Linked DNA regions of Zea mays: region 2 is linked to region 1. The links are chromatin contacts, called in public Hi-C maps. All regions are on one chromosome and are shown on one strand. Each heading gives the region's core, a stretch centred on a gene start, on an enhancer-like site or on the middle of the called end of the contact. The rest is flanking DNA. Distances are from core to core; before and after follow the strand shown. Region 1 holds the start of LOC100280893 (chemocyanin). Region 2 holds the start of LOC100191566 (Phospholipase A2-alpha).

The links. A called contact is a pair of places that touch in the nucleus more often than the background predicts.
Region 2: a Hi-C map of tassel shows a contact between it and region 1, with 2.5 times the contacts expected there. The contact joins the promoter of LOC100191566 here to the promoter of LOC100280893 in region 1. A contact is called at or near these places in 3 of 25 Hi-C or Micro-C datasets (ear, endosperm and tassel).

What each region holds. Positions count from the first base shown.
Region 1 is chr5:11,994,741-11,999,367 of Zm-B73-REFERENCE-NAM-5.0, reverse strand. LOC100280893 (chemocyanin) reads right to left here and starts at 1,831. Exons shown (of 2, transcript NM_001153813.1): 1 at 1,590-1,831; 2 at 1,045-1,482. The coding sequence starts at 1,788. The coding sequence ends at 1,283. It overlaps LOC100276543, which reads left to right. Exons shown (of 6, transcript NM_001150306.2): 6 at 1-68.
Region 2 is chr5:12,275,888-12,280,499 of Zm-B73-REFERENCE-NAM-5.0, reverse strand. It overlaps LOC100191566 (Phospholipase A2-alpha), which reads left to right and starts at 3,309. Exons shown (of 4, transcript NM_001136996.1): 1 at 3,309-3,480; 2 at 3,649-3,697; 3 at 3,767-3,889; 4 at 4,049-4,556. The coding sequence starts at 3,361. The coding sequence ends at 4,221. It overlaps LOC109939630 (outer envelope protein 64, chloroplastic), which reads right to left and starts at 1,355. Exons shown (of 9, transcript XM_035958869.1): 1 at 1,262-1,355; 2 at 956-1,078. The coding sequence starts at 1,355. It also overlaps the pseudogene LOC103643009.

The DNA of each region.
Region 1 (4,627 bases), core at 582-3,081:
TCGATCTGTAGTGTTATTATACAAATTATTAGGGAACACACATTGATAAAGCTGGTCCTTTACGATGATTTTTTTGTTGTCACTTATGTAATGACGAGTTATGGCGCTTGCCCTTTGGCCAGTTGGCGGAGCTGAAGTTCCACCGACCGTGTACACCGTCGACCCGGCGAGCTCGCCGTGGAGGAGCATGCTGATAGGCACAAGGACGAACCGAAACGGATGGGAAAATCCCTTTCCGTTTTCGCATTTTTTTTCACTGGTAACGGATTTGAAATAGTCGGGAATGAAGTAGGATAAACAGGTGTATGAAAAACGAACGAGAACGAAAATATTAAGTTTAATATTAATAGATAACTAGTACGTGATTGACTGGGAGGATAACACTACGAAACAATTAAGTATAAAAGAGCAATGTTTTATTGTTGTTAGTTTGCTAGTGGCGTGTATAAAGCTATGGTCAATGTTATTTGAGCCTTTTGGCTACTTTTCATTGAAGACGTCCAATGGCTAGAATGATTTCTTGTGCTATAATTTATCACATAAGGATATACGGCTTTAGCTAATACACTAATATATATTGGGTCCATCCCGCATTTTTTTTAAATGTGGAATAAATAGGGTTTTTTAAATGTGGAATAAATAGGGTTCAACTCGGATAAAACAGGATCCCACAAGAAACATGATTCAGGGGATGGAATCTTTAGAGGATAGAGAAAAAATTAGGTATATAGGGATGACGTAGAGGGAACCGTTATGGATAGTCTGAGGTTGTGTTTACAATTCAACGTCATCCTCGCACCCAACATTGGAATCGTAATTTTTTATTTTTGTTTTGTAGAGCTTAAACAAGCACCACTTAGATCTTGTTCTAAACCTCTAAATTTAATAGTTAGACACTAAATTTAGCTGAGAATTTTAGAATGACTGAATGGGTCAGTCGTTGGACTAGCTAATTATTAATTATACTTCTCAACCTAACTTACAACTTATTAGCCATTAGCTCTCTATAGGTTTGGAATAGGGCGACGTATATATAACATCGAGTGAACACACAAACCGTATACCTTTATTGGTAGCAAGTACATCACTCGATCTGACCCTTCTTTATAGTGCCAGTCGCCAAACACCACCAAACAACTACTAACACGCCGCGCAGGTTATGAAGTACGGGACGACAGACGATATTATTGAACAACAAGGGCAGCACCGTCTAATTAGCTACGTGCTTTACTACTCCGTGAGCGCGGCGCTCTCCGCCGGCTGATTGGCCGCCCTGCAGTGCCTAGGCGGCGGTGACGGCGACCTTCATGCCGGCCTGGCAGTGGCCTGGGAAGCTGCAGATGAAGTAGTTGGCGCCGCGCCTCAGCGTGACGCGGTCGTTCCCGGTGGCGAGCGCCCTGGCGCCCTCGGGCGCGCTGCACGAGCTGTACCCCGCCGCGCTCACGGGCACCACGTTGTGCGCCCTGGCGTCGTACCTGAACACTGCATGAAGCCATGAACGCGCGCGCGCGTGCACACCATCAGAGGGTCAGATTAAGCTGGGCTACGTACGCAGCCATCCATGGAAAATGGGATGCATCACTGGTCACCGAGGACGTCGCCGGCGCGGAAACGCTTGCCGTTGGGCCAGCTGGCGGTGTTGAAGCTCCACCCGCCGCGGTCGCCGACCGTGTACACCGCCGACTCGGCGAACTCGCCGCGGAGGAGCGCGCACAGGAGGACCAGCGCCAGCGCGGCGGCGCTGCTGCCACTGCCAGTGCCACGAGCACTGCCCCTTACCTGAGCCATGGCGGCGCTCTAGCAGTGAGGCTATAGCTAAACTCTAGAAGTGAGCTGTAGAGCGCACCAAGAACCGCTTTTTATAGGCGAACCCAAGTACCCCTGCACACGACGATAACCAAACTCTCGTTTCTAGCGTATATAGTGGCCATGGCACGGTCAAATGGCCCAGGGACAAGCAAGCGCTTACGCCGTGTGAACTAACGCTACTGAATAGGAGTACATAGTTAGTTAGCTAGCCCCACAGTGACACCGATCGAGCTGCGAGCGAGGAAGCAAGCCATAGCCACCCCCACCCACTGACCAACGAGGACGAGAGAGGACGGGGGTGGGGAGCCACAAGCCTTGGAAAAACTTTCTTGTTGCGTTTATTGCAGTCCGCGTTCTTCAGCAGTTCCCGTTGGTGGGTGACTGGTGAGCGCCCTGACCCTCGCCGCGGACGGGAGGATGGACTGGCCTGGCACAGGATTTAAGGATGTGTTTGGTTACAATGACGAGATAGAATGAGATAGAACGATCTCAAATAAGTTTATTTGATTTAGGTTCAAGAGTTGAGACAGTGTTTTTCTTAATTATCCTTCAAAATTGAAAGGACGAGAGAGAACGTCAGGAGATCGACGTCTGTTCTAGCTGTCCCGCCGCACCATAAAGCAAGCAAACGCAGGTGTGCGGGAGCTAGCTAGACCTAGACCCGTGCGGTGCAAGTGGAACAAACGAGTCTTCAATTCTTCATACAGTAGTGTACTACACCACACTAGCTTGCTTGATCCATGTGCACCTGACTCTGTCCATAACTCCAGATAGGCGGGCCACCTTGACGAGCAGCAAACCTACGCGCCCTCGTCAGTGGTGGCGGACAGGATCATCAATGAATCTGGTTCGGGAGAAAGGAGGCTGGGCAACCTGAAACTGAAATGGACGGAACGGACCAAAGCGCGACATTCTTCAGATTATGCGGCCGATGATGCACCCCCGTGGTGCCACACTAGACACTAGTGCAAGGACGCTGGAAGTAAATTTAGCGACTTGGGGGTATTTTAGCGGCATCCAGATAGCAACCCGAGCCAGGAGATGGTTTGTTTATTTTGTCCATATATTGGAAGTTTTTTTTTCACTGTATGCCTCTAGTTAGATCTTATGGTATATGCTCATATCATAGAGGAGTATGCAATTAATGATGGTAAAAAGAAAAAGAAAATATCGAGAAGAGATTTGATCTGTTGCCAATTGTTTGCGCAATAATGAAAATGAGTCTACTAATGTTATGTTGGTATGCAAGTTATTGCAGTAATTACACGTTTTTTTAGAGAGACGATACATGTTTTGGCAATTCAAATCAAACGATCTGTTTGGACGAGATGGGATTGTTTTATTATATAAGGAAGTAGCCATAATAAAGCAGAGGTATGTGGTTTTTACACAACGTAGAACACACACATGTGTATCCTTGCGCTCGGCCGTCCCTGTGCTAGGCGACCCGAGCGAACCCCAGCCGCCGCCTGAGCACCGGAAGCCCGTGCGGCCCACGATGACAGCAGCGGCGGCCCCTTTCCCTCCTTCCGGTGGATCTGGGCAGGCGCTGCCTCTCGGGAAGATCGTTGTCGTCCGGGGCGGCAAGGTCCAACGGTCGCGGGTCCGACACGCGCACCCTAGGGCTCTGTTCTCCTCGGTGGCTCTACGCATCTCACGGCGGCATCGTGGTGGTGCAGCCAAGAGAGGCCTTGGCAGGGCTTGCCTTCTTCGCCATGGTGGCACGGCGGTATGCTTCGCGTTGAAGCGTTCCGGCGACGTCGAGGTGGTGCTTCGACCCCCCCTATCTCGGTTGCTTAGTGGAGGCAGCGTCAATGAGGAAGGTGCTGGGCACGAGTGGAGACATGCGCCGCGGCGTGGACGTTGCACATTAGTGAGGGCTGCGCTCAGCAATGAGGAGCTCGGCTCGGCTCGCTGCGGCTCGGCTCGTCCATCTGGCGAGCTCGGAAAAGCGGCTCGGTTCGCTCCGCGGCTCGCCGAGCCAACGAGCCTAGTCATAAACGTAAATCTACTCTCTAAATTATAATATAAAATCTTAAAAATATTTAAATAACATATATATCACTAATATAATATAGAAAATAAATTTATTTTTGTATAGTAGTCTCAAATAACATAAATTATTGTCTACTTGATACTAATATTATAAGCTAATTATTATTTTATGTAATAAATTGTTGTTGGGTCAAGCCACGAGCCAGCTCGCGAGCTGCACCGAGCCGAGCCGAGCTGGCTCGCTGTTTTCATGAGCCACAAAAACAGACTCGACTCGGGCTCGTTATGAGCGTCGAGTCGGTCCGAGCCGAGCCGAGCTGCTGCGAACCTGAACCAGCTCGTCGAGCTCGAGCCTTTTCCAGTCCTATTTGTCGGGAAGAGGGCGGCGCGTGTTAGCGACGGTGTCAAGCGTGGGCAGAGTAGATTGCGCTTGGCAGTGGCTGCGCGCGTGCTGTCGATGCGGTGTTGGGCTGTCGATTATGGTTTGCGCGCATGGGAGGTGGCTCAGTGATGGTCCGGGCTAGCCCAGGGAGGTGGAGACGACGACAGAAGAGTGTCGGGCGACAGCTAGCTTCGGTGGCCGCGTGTGCCAGGACCGACGACGACAGCTGACATCGGCTCTTACGAGCGACAATGTGACGAAGTGTGCAATGAAGTGTGTTTTAATGAATATATGAGTCTTTTTTGACTCTATATGGGTTATTTCGTGCATGTCTTAAACGGGTCGTGCTTGAGTCCATCCATGGGCCACGACTTTAACCCGACCCAAATGTACACCTATACTCGTTGGTGAAGAATCAAAGCAGCTTCGTGTGGGATGTGA
Region 2 (4,612 bases), core at 2,060-4,559, 280 kb before region 1:
GCAACCAACTTCTCCTTGTCAGAGTGGCGGTGGCATTGATAGGGGACATGGATGCTACCGTTTGGTTCCTGCAGGATCTGGTCTCTGGTATCTAGGATCTTGTGTGAACAGCACCACTGTTTAAAAGGCGTCGCCTAGGCATCCAGGCGGCGGTTCAACGCCTTATCTCGCCATACCACTTTAAAAACCATGAACAGCACTTGGTTGGTGCTTGGAGAGATAAGGTGTGAGGAGAGCACATAAGTGGATAGAAACAAATGGGAATTGGTGAGGGATGAGGGATGACAAGCAGGGGAGCCTTGAAAAAACAGAGTGGTGGAGGTTTGGTGGTGGAAACCATGTCTTTAAATTAATTGGGGAAATGGGCATATGCAGAAGAAGTAACCAATGCGTCGACACACGATGAGGAGCATTTCCTCTGTTCAATTCGTGTTCCTTTGCGGCCTTCGTTTTGCTATCAGGAGAGTCATGCATAAAGCTGTCTGATGCGAGGCAATTTACTCTAGCATATCCACATTTGCAAGGCAAAACAAGCTCTGTCATTCATACTCCTTTGTTGATCCTTTTTGGCTCAGGCAAGCCATGCACGAATTTGTCTAGTGTGAGGAAATTTACTGTCAATTGACAGAGCATATCCACTTTTACAACGTAGAGCAAGCTAAAGAAAACACAGAATCGTGTTATGATGCAATCGATAAGAGCAAAAGCATGCAAAACTTAGGCATGATGAGCATCAAATGCACCATGTCAAACGAATTTGTATCGCCCTAGCTCAGTGATACCAGCCAAAAATTCAACCACTCACAACATCATACGTGATATATATATAACACGCTAGCATTATCCAATCGATCGAATTACTAAGCATGACTCTAAAAGGCCTTCCACCGATCTAAATCCGAAGCTAAAGCATAGAATCAATCAAACACGAGTGTCGGGGGTCGCTAAAGCTTACGCGTCAGCGATGGCGAAGCAGAGTCCGGTGAGCGGGTGGGGCGCCTGCGGCGGCGGAGGCTGGGGCGGCGGGAGGAGCTCGAGGCGGGCGATGAAGGCGCCGTGGTCGGGGCGCGCAGGGCGCCTCAGTCGCCGCGCCGCCAGGAGGATGCCCGCGATGCCGAGGCCAAGCAGTACCCAGAGGTTAGCGGCGGACCCTGAGGACGCCATGGACGAGGAGAGCGGGCTGAGGCTCGGGCTCGTGTACTCCGCGCGGGCAAGGGTTTTAGCACGCCACCTGGGGTTTTGACTTTCGAGGCGGGCGTACGGGCGCAGAAGAGGACGACGATAGACGGCGAGAGCTGGAAGAGAAAGGCGAGGCGGCGTGAGAAGACGTCACGTGGCAGTTTGATGACGCACATTTAAAACTGTTTAAATTCTTATATCTTTAAATCAAAAAAGTTTATTTTAAATAACATTTGACATTGACTCGGTTTGTTAAGCTAGTTTCAAAAATGTGCCTCAAACAACGCATTAAACTATAGTACATGTGTGATGCGTATTGTGAGTGTAAAGCTTTATTCGCTATGATAGTGTGAAAAATACAAGAAGGCTAATGTGAGGGACATTCTTCCAGACGAGAAAGAAAAATAGTTCGCTCGTCCCATTATGGACCTCCTGCAGAGTTTACCTCTCAATCTCGCGTCGTTTGTAAGTGTTGCTTGAGTTGTAGCGACGAGGTAATACTGAAGTTATGTATTGTAGCAGTTGTTTTTAAGTTACGCTCCCGTAAGATTTGGCTACTAGGTGGTACTAAAATTGTGCTTCCATTTAGTAATAAGAACATGGATGTTCTCATGTTCATGACCTGAATATAATCCAAACAGCCCACAAGAGAAGCGGTTCTGTCTTTGATTTTTTTTTGACGAGCTTTTCTGAGAATTTGGTTATAAAAACAATATGATTATGGAGAGAATCTAAGTAGCCTGAGAATTACATGCGGAGAGAGTCGAATGACAAGATTTAAGGATTAGATCAGATTAGGACCAGACCTTATTATATTCATTCTTTAACTAAAACTTATTTAAGACCCTATATTTCTGAAAAGGTATTTGGATCGTGATACTTTACCACCCCTAAGTGGATAGAGTGTCGGCCTAAGAGCATGTTTGGTTCGTGGCTAACTGTGTCATAGTTTGCCTAAGGTTAGTCGTCCGAATCGAATAACTAACCTTAGGCATAAAAGTTAGGCAAAATGTGGAAAGTTAGGCAGGAAATTTGAGAGTTGAAAATCTTGGGATTTAACGATAACCGGTAATTTTTCTCATTCCCGATTCGATCCGGGACCAGTTTCCGTATGTGTTTTTTTATTTTCATTTAAAATTTTGAAATTTTGATAAAAAAAATAAAAAAAACAGGAAAATCATTGTAAACGACTAGATTTTAGTATTATTTTAGATTTCCCTTTTTAAAAAGTCAATCATTATTGTTTTTTTAACAACAAATTTGGTCAAAAAAGGCTTCTTAGCAATTTGTCGCTGGATTTTGTTTTTTTATTTAAAAACATGTGTACCGGGATTTGGTGAGAAACAACGAAAAGCTGTTCCTTTTCTATGGAAAACCGCTCGAGAAACATCAGAAACCATTTTTCAAAATTTAAAATCACGAGCCGTTCAGGTTAGCGGTTTTTGGACGTTTTTCGGACGGTTTCCCGTTCCCGATGACTAGCGGTTTTTAGCGGGAAAACGGTTTGATAAACCCTGATGTAATGTAAGTGTGGTATCACACAGGTATTATTGTGTTCTAGTTACAACATGCTCTAATAAAAGAAAAGAAAAATAACGTGGCAGTGGCACTCACACATGCCACGCGGCGTGACAGCAATGGCAGATCCAGAGAGCATGAACGCTGAGAAACCAAAACCCTAGAATAAACTCGGAGCCCGTTGAACGCAACAAAAGACAAAGAGGGCATCGGCGGCCCGGCCCATCCCGTCGCACTGGCTCAGTGCACGCTGCGCTGGCTCAGCTGTAAGCTGTTGGTGCATGCACAGCAACAGCAGGGGGGCGCGGTGTCTCTTGTGTGCTGGCAACTGGCAGTCTGGCACGCCCGTGAGCTGCACAGCCAACAAGGCCCCGTCCGCTCACGGGATGAATACGACCAAACGCGCGCCCGCCCTGCCCCATCTTCACTCACCTCCCGCATTTCTGTCCACCTCCTGGCCTGGCCAGCCACTGCCGCAAGCCCGCACCGCAACTGCAGTTGAGTGAGACCAGTTCGCCGCCCCTAGATAATCTCGCCTCTCCAGGGACGGCAGGCCGTGCCGTGCCGTCACGACAGACCAGACCAGACCAGACCAGAGAGAGCTAGTGCGTGCCAGCGCGCGGTGGGAGAGAGAGACTTCGTTCTAGAGCTCCCGTGAGGACGATGGAGCGGGGCAGTTCCTGGCGGCTCACGGTGGTCGCCGGCACCCTTGTCTGCGCGTCCCTCTTCTCGCCGCCCGCCGCCGCGCTCAATGTCGGCGTCCAGTCCGCCGGCGACGACGCGGTACGTACGTACGCAGACTAAATTATGGTTGGAATAGCTTTCAGCCTTTCACCACGCTCATCCACACGCACACACACACACATATGCATATGCAGCACGTCGTTGCCCACTAATCTAGCTCCACTCCACTCCCCTGTACGCTAATTGCGCTCTTTGGTTCGCGCGCAGAGCAAGCAGCAGGCGTGCAGCCGCACGTGCGAGTCGGACCACTGCACGAGTACGTACAGTTAACCCGCCTCTTCCATGATCTTCTGCCGCTCTCACCGGCGTTAATTCTTTGCGACAGCGCCGCCGTTCCTGCGGTACGGCAAGTACTGCGGCATCATGTACAGCGGCTGCCCCGGCGAGCCGCCGTGCGACGCGCTGGACGCCTGCTGCATGCACCACGACAACTGCGTCCAGGCAAAGAGTACGTCTGCGTTGCTCCAGTCGTCGTCTTCAGTTCCTATAGCTCCAGTAGTGAATCTTCAGTTCCTATAGCTCCAGTAGTGAATCTTCAGTTCGACAGCACGCACGGACGTGGGCTGACGACGGCTGCTGCGCGCGTGTTGTGTACTACCATGTGCAGTGGACTACCTGAGCACGGCCTGCAACGAGGCGCTGCTGGACTGCCTGGCCAAGCTGCGGGAGGGCACGTCCACGTTCGAGGGGAACAGGTGCATGATCGACCAGGTCATCGACGTGATCTCGCTCGTCATAGAGGCCGCCGTCGTCGCCGGCAGGGTGCTGCACAAGCCCTAGCCGCACGCGCCGGGGCGCCGGGCGTGGTGGGCGCGCAGGGACATGTGTAGCACAGCAGCCTGCGCCCTGCGGTTGGTGGGTGGCACACATCTTTTTCGTGCTTGGGCAGGGTGGCGGCGTCCTGGACGGGGGCCCGGGCGGCGTCGGCTCACATGGCAGCTCGTGTCGTTGTGTGCCTACTAGCTGGCTAGCTCCCAGTCCCTCAGCCCGGCGGCCTAAACCGACGACAAGATATATGGAGATCACTCCTTAAAGAAAGCTTCTTTGGTTTTAAGCAACTCGTGTCCCTATCACACTGTATTACCGTACAAGTATAAAGAAAGTTTCCTCTTGCTGGTTTTGGTTTCTTGGAGAATCCGTATTCGACACACTACAGTCCACACAACTGTAG